Regions from separate parts of the Mus musculus genome. Here region 2 is linked to region 1. A link is a contact called in public HiChIP or PLAC-seq data. All regions are on one chromosome and are shown on one strand. Each heading gives the region's core, a stretch centred on a gene start, on an enhancer-like site or on the middle of the called end of the contact. The rest is flanking DNA. Distances are from core to core; before and after follow the strand shown.

The links. HiChIP or PLAC-seq counts read pairs in DNA pulled down with a chosen protein or histone mark.
Region 2: a contact with region 1 is called in an H3K27ac HiChIP or PLAC-seq map of embryonic stem cells, with 19 times the contacts expected there. The contact joins two enhancer-like sites. A contact is called at or near these places in 8 of 484 Hi-C or Micro-C datasets (the G1E-ER4 cell line, cortical neurons, embryonic stem cells and 3 more) and 2 of 115 datasets of contacts at active chromatin or transcription factors (both in embryonic stem cells).

Annotation. Positions count from the first base shown.
Region 1 is chr14:75,869,093-75,872,556 of GRCm38.p6, reverse strand. No RefSeq gene overlaps it. Among named protein-coding and RNA genes, the nearest start is that of Gm52138, 20 kb to the left of the region's middle. Within about 2 kb of position 1,681, at least 21 of the 459 cell types and tissues checked have an H3K27ac peak or open chromatin away from gene starts, as enhancers often do. A contact at or near this core is called in embryonic stem cells, where this site is marked.
Region 2 is chr14:76,990,277-76,993,899 of GRCm38.p6, reverse strand. No RefSeq gene overlaps it. Among named protein-coding and RNA genes, the nearest start is that of Lacc1, 45 kb to the left of the region's middle. Within about 2 kb of position 2,044, at least 12 of the 459 cell types and tissues checked have an H3K27ac peak or open chromatin away from gene starts, as enhancers often do. A contact at or near this core is called in embryonic stem cells, where this site is marked.

The sequences.
Region 1 (3,464 bases), core at 432-2,931:
CAATCCTGGGCCTCCATCCTAGTATCCCGACAAACAACCTTGGAGCAGTTTCACGTAGAGATTTGCCCATAGGAAGCGCTGGATGTTTCTGCACGCTGGCTTCTGGAACATGTGCTTTATAACGTGTTTTCCCACCACTATTGCACACTTCCTTTACTGGGCACTGGAAATTTTATCTTTTAAGTTACAAGTCACACTGTTCTATGCGAACGGTCACAGTGGACAGGAGAGTTTCTGGGAGTCATTTGTGCAATCATGCAAATGACTGGAAACAATGGAACTGGGTGCTGTTAAACTCAAATAAGAGAGGGGAGAGATGGCTCGGCAGTTAACAGTGCTGGTTATTTAATTATTTAAAAACAAAAAACAAACAAACAAACAAACAAAAAAAACAGGGTTTCTCTGTATAGCCCTGGCTGTCCTGGGACTCACTCTGTAAACCAAGCTGGCCTTGAACTCAGAAATCTGCCTGCCTCTGCCTCCCAAGTCCTGGGATTAAAGGCATGCGCCACCACTGCCCAGCTAGTACTTGTCATTCTTGCAGAGGACCAGATCTGGGTTTCCAGCACCCATGTCAGGGTGGCTTGTGGCGCTACGGATTCAGGCGCCCTCTTCTGGCCTCTGAGGGCACCTACACACAATGAGCTCATACACATACAGATGGGAATAAAAAAATAATAAGTTAAACACAAACACAATGTACCCCAACTCAAATGCTCTTTATTTGGATTCTAGAACTGTAGCTACTTGGTGCCACCCACTCCCAGATGGAGAATGTCACTCTGTCAGAGAGGAAATCAAAATAAAAAGATACTGCTGGGCATGGTGGCGCTCGCCTTTAATCCTAGCACTCGGGAGGCAGAGGCAGGTGGATTTCTAAGTTCAAGGCCAGCCTGGTCTACAAAGTGAGTTCCAGGACAGCCAGGGCTGTACAGAGAAACCCTGTCTCGAAAAAACAAACAAACAAACAAACAAACAAAAGATACAGCAATTACTAATGACAGATAATAATGTTCTTTTGTAAAACGAACACAAACATTTGGCCTAGGAAGGACCACAAGATTCTTGGATTTTCTAGAAAAGCTGGAAGAGCTGATGGTATTGTGCCTCACTGCCCTCAGGACACAGTCCCCGGGAACTGGGTTGCCATGCCCTTCTTCCAGGCCACTTGTCCTCCACTGTACCCAGAGCAGCTGGCTTTGAAGCCCTGCAGCCAATCCAGATTGCAGGCTTCCCTGGCCTAAGGACAGAATTTACCAGTGCTTTTAAGTGACAGCTGTCCATCCCTTGTGGAGATTAGAGTGGAAAGAACTGTATGGAGGCAATTAGTTCATCTGCTAAAATAGCCTGTCTTAATTGAAATTGAAGAAGCCCCCGGATTAGTCATTAAAATCCGAACGCAGCTAAGTGGAAGACCAAGACCAGCTCAACAAAACTCCGATGAGGCGGGGGGGGGGGGGGGGGGGGGGAGCGAGGAGAGGAGCGAGGGAGGGGAAAAGTGGGGGCTGCGGTGCGGGGGGTGGGGGTGGGGGGAATGGGAGGGGAGGGGAGGGGAGCGAAGGGGAGGGGAGGGGGGGGAGGAGAGGGGAGGGGAGGGGAGGGGAGGGGAGGGGAGGGGGCCGAGCGTGCGGGGTGTGGAGAGGGTTGCTGGCTGAGGAGGATGAGGGAGCCCTCTAGTGGGAACTGCTATTTCTCCGGACCTTTTAAGATGGTTTGGAGAGAGGCAGCCACTCAAAGATAAAATGTTCACTCAGAGGCAAAATGGCCAGGGAGCAAGAAAAATATTCTGGAAAATGGTGTGTGTGTGTGTGTGTGTGTGCACGCGTGTGCGCGCTGGTGACTGCAGTTTACTACAACTAGGAATCCGGCTTCACTGCTGTAGACCCCTAGTATTTTAAGTTGTTATTTAAATGGAAAGTAAATGTTTCTTACAGCTTTTAAAAGCCAAGTTGAACACTTGGTGTGAAAAAAAAAATTAAAGTGTATATAACATAATGCTGGTTGTTTTTGACTTGTGTTAACTTGTAAAACCTCAAATCTAGTTCCTCTTAGGAATTTTCTTTCTTTCCTGAGACAGGGTTTCTCACTATGTAGCCCTAGCTGCCCTGGAACTCACAAAGATCTGCTTGCCTCTGCCTCCCTAGTGCCTGGATTAAAGGTGTCAGCACACACACACATACACACACACACACACACACACACACACACACACACAGCCTCAGTGAGCCTAAATTGTAAGATCTAGCGCAGCGTTTTTCTGTTGGGTGGGGACTGCTGCGGTGAGACAATCTTTAGGCAGCTGCTCCAGGGACCAAGTGAGTAAGGGTGCCTCCGTTTCATTGTGTTGATAGCCCTCTCAACGGTGCGGACTTGCCTCAAGCGAGCCCAGGCCAGGCCTGAGTGGCCAATCCTAACGTGAGTCTGCTCAGTACACAGTGCCCAGCACAGCTGCGGTGTCCCCCCAAACAGCTTTAAAAAGCAAACAGAGCAGAAGGATTTTCAAAGCCAAGACAACGTTTTGCAGGTTTTTGAATAGGGAGGTAAAATGTTTGGGTCCAAGAGTCGAAAGTCAAAACTGGGTAAAGATCACGGTTCCCATGTTCATGTGTAGTCCATAGTCCAGTCGGGGCAGAGAGGAGAGATGGATGGTGTTGAGAGATTTGAAAGGGCATTTGACAGACCAGTTCAGTATTCACTGAACATAAAAATAAAATTGAATTATCAAATGCTGACTATTTCAAACTGTATCTTGTATGTTTTAATTTGTAAATAACATCTCCCGGGTTGTAGGATGTAGGTCACTGGTACAGTGCTTGCTAGGAGGCACAAAACTCTAAGTCTGATCTCTTAAGGGCCATAAACCTGGCCTAGTGGCACATGCCTGTAATCCCAACACCTGATGAGAGGTGAAGACAGGAGAATAAGAAGTTCCATGTCCTTCTTGGCTAAGGTTTGAAGTAAGCCTGGGATATGTGAGATCCAGCCTCAAAAAAAAAAAACAAGCTAAATAAAAACGACACTTCTAATAATGCATCTTTATTATATTCATGAAAGTTACTAGTAAGTCTAGGATCTATATGAGTCTAATGGCTCAGTGGGTAAGAGAACTGCCGTGCAAGCTCAGGGACCTGAGTTTGAATCCCCAGCACCCATGTAAAAAGCTAGGTGTGGGGACTGGAGAGATGGCTCAGAGGTTAAGAGCACTGACTGCTCTTCCAGAGGTCCTGAGTTCAGTTCCTAGCAATCACATGGTGGCTCAAAACCATCTGTAATGGGATCTGATGCCCTCTTCTGGTGTGTCTGAAGACAGGGACAGTGTACCCACACACATGAAATATATAAATAAATCTTAAAAAAAAAATCTAGGTGTGGGGGCTGGCTCATCGGTTAAGAGCCCAGACTGCTCTTCCAGAGGTCCTGAGTTCAATTCCCAGCAACCACATAGTGGCTTACAACCATCTGCA
Region 2 (3,623 bases), core at 795-3,294, 1.1 Mb before region 1:
TAAAACACTGTGAATTATTCTTCCCATCTAACTGCTTGTGTCCGGTATCTAACCTTCTTTATTTCTGCTCCCTTTCCTAGGCTCTAGTAACCACTGTCTACTCTTCTTGAAGCCTAATATTCTATCATTCAAGATATATAGTATTTGTCTTTCTGTGCCTGGTTTATGTCATTAAGTATAAAGTCTTTTGGTTTGATCCATTTTGTTGCAAATGACACAATTTCCTTCTTTTTTGTAACTGAATAAGATCCAGTTGTACATAAGTCTCTTAATATATGCTGGTGGATATACCTGTGTTGATTACCAATCTTGGCTATTTGGAGTAGTGCTGCAGTAAACACGGGGGCGGGGGTGTCAGTTACACCCTTTGGATATTTATTCAGGAGTGGGATAGTTGAATCCTATGAAAATCAGAAATGGAGTCTCAGGTTTGCCTGGCTTCTGAGAATGCCATCATTTTTACAGTAGGAGGCAAGGCAATAGAATATTTTAGAATAGCATCTCCGTAAGTACATAAGTAGGCCATAGATGTATGGTACCAGGTCTAGCAAGAATTGAAACACTTCAAGCTCAGTATGGTGGCATGTATCTATAATCCTAAGCACCGCAAGGCTGCGGCAGGAAGATGGCTTTAAATTCAAGGCCATCTTGGGCTACATAGTGAGTTCCGGGATAACCTTGGCTATAAAGAAAAAGCTTCTAGTGTTTGTTAACTGAAGACTGCCCACACTCCAGAACCAGCCTGCCTTCTGCAGCTCAGCCAGCAGTCACATCATCACCAGCCACCAACACCACGCATTTCCACTGTCCTTGTGGGGTGCATACCCTTTATGAAACCCATGCTGCACAGCTTGCCCTCTTCTTGTCCATCCTCAGTCTGAGGCAGCCATTCATTCTCTCCACCACCCACCCCAATAAATCTCCTGCGCTGGGTCCGTTCTGTGCTGTGATCTTTGCGACATTCCTTGCCCTCTGATTGCCTGCAAATCCCTAATACCTAGTTGAAAGAAAACTATGCATCCATTAGCTATGCATGTAAATAAATGCATCTATATGTATACATGCATGTGTATATGTTTTACTGTTCTATATATTCTTTGAAAGAGATAAATAAATGGAAAATGTTATTGGCCTTGTTCCTTTGGATCAAAGATTTCTTTTTTATCATGACATAAATCACTTGATACAGATAAAGAGCCAGAGTAATTTCAGAGGAGAATGTTCAGCCTACTTCTATGCTAATAATGGATCCTACCTCATGGCTATTTTTGAAAAACTCCTCAGCCTGTTTAAAAAGGCTGGAATTTATCAATTTGAATATTTCCATGACACCAGCTTTATATTTCTCCATCTGAACTTCACATAATTGCTTCTGACTAGAAGATAGGTAATTTGCCTAGCTTCTTTATTTAAAAAAAAAAAATCAAAAACCAACAAGGCAAAATGTGGAGAGTTTCCAAGATTATTTCTATTCTTTTCTTTACCTTGTTAAAGCTAAACTACTTAAATAGCCAATTCCAACTAATATCTATTCTCTTAACTATTCTGAAAGTTTGTAGGATTGTAGTTTTTTTTTTTTTTAATTGGGATCTACAGAAAACTTGTGTAACTTACACTACCTTCTCTTAGAAGTTGCATCCTGGGCTGGAGAGGTGGCTTAGCGCTTAAGAGCACCAACTGCTCTTCCAAAGGTCCTGAGTTCAAATCTCAGCAACCACATGGTGGCTCACAACCATCCTAACAAGATCTGACACCTTCTTCTGGAGTGTCTGAAGACAGCTACAGTGTATTCACATATAATAAATAAATAAATCTTTAAAAAAAAAAAAAAGAAGTTGCATCCTTTTTTTTTTTTTTTTTTTTTTTTCAAGACTCAGCCATGTCTCTCCCATAAAGACTGAATTGTTTTGCAGGTTTCCTACTTTGGAGTATTCTATCAAATTTCCTTCAAGCTGTTGATTCAATCATTGCACCCTGCATTGTAAGTATGAGTCAACTAAACTTATCATAATGTCTTCCTTCTCTTTATTTTGAGGAATTGGATTAGCATGCTAATGGATTTCTTTTCTGTGAGTCAGCCTTATTATTTTTATGGTGAAAGTTCCTGCTTTGTTTGGACATCTCTGGATTTAATTTCATTGATGAATGGTGGTTGAACTTTTCTTTCCCTTGCATGAGATCCTTTGTTTTGTCCTTTCCTTTTCTCTTTCTTCCTATGTAGGAGTCCCATGCTATTGCTCATCTCTGAAAGATAGTTCACACATTGTTCAGGTATATAATTCCAGCTTCCTTTGTCCTACAGTATGAAAAAAAAAACCCAACAACAATTAGATTAAAAGTCTTTGAAAATGAATGCAAGAGGTTGAGAGAAATAACCTGAATTTTCTAAGAACTTTCAGTATGTGAGCATCAGAACCAGACCCCAAAAGCTTTCCCTCTGATCTCAGGTTCTTTTGTTGTGGGTTGTGTTGTCTCTACGTTGAAGGAGAACAATGGCTGGGAGACAAAAGGCAAAGGAAGATCTTCCAGTATAGATACTGCCTTTCCCTTGGGTCACTGAGAGTCCATTGGTATTCTAAAGGAATGACATTACCATTTTTATCAATCATCCATTAATTACATATGCTGCTATGGGCATGTAGGGATGCAGATACCAACCGATATTTACTGAACAAAACCTTGTCCAGGAACTTGCCATATCATCTAATTTCTCACTATTATCTTTTAAGAGGATAACTGCTAATCTCATTTTCCAAACAAACAAAGAGACACAGAAATAAAATGACTTCCCAAAGCCATAAAGCTAGTAGTAAATATGTAAGTTCAAGAACTCAGGTGACCCTAAATTCATTTAATTTTTATTGTATAACAGAGCATGTTCATTAACACCTTTACATGTGCCCAAATGTCACATGTTATCTGATCCAAGTTCTACAAAGCACTTAGAGTAGATATATCTGTAGACCTAGAAAGTAGCTTAACAGTGCTTCTGCCCAGGGTAGAGAGAAAGGTCATGTCTGAGAATGGGCACATTCCTTTTTGTAAGCAAAGACACAGTGAAACCACAAAAGTAAACTGCTCTGTGGGTTGGTTGAAAGAAAGGTTTACTGGTGACCAAGCAGCCAATGCTATCTCATAGGAAGGGGAGGCACAGGAAAAAGCAAAATGGAAGGAAGAAAGAAAGAGAGAGAGAGAGAGAGAGAGAGAGAGAGAGAGAGAGAGAGGAGAAGAGACCATGACAAGGAAGTAAGCTCAGGAAGGAATTTGACATTAGAGCATGACAAAAGAGTAAGTTCAGGCAGGGACCTGACATTGGCCAAGGACAAGGAAGTAAGAATCTGGTTTTAGGGTAGAACAAAGAAGTAGGCTCAGATATCTTGATCATCCTTAGAAACAGCCGGAGTGATCACGGGGCTTTGTGTTTATTGTCTTGCTTGTTCCTTGACTATTGTCTTTCTAGTTGCTTATTGTACTGCTCACCCTTAATACTTGCATGTAATTAAAATGGTATAAAAAGCAGATTGGGAAAATTAAATTTGCCTTCAGTCTCAGAATTGATGGGGGTCATGCTACAGTGTTATCTAACTGTCTTTTTTCATTTCCCCCCCCCCTTTTTTTTTTAA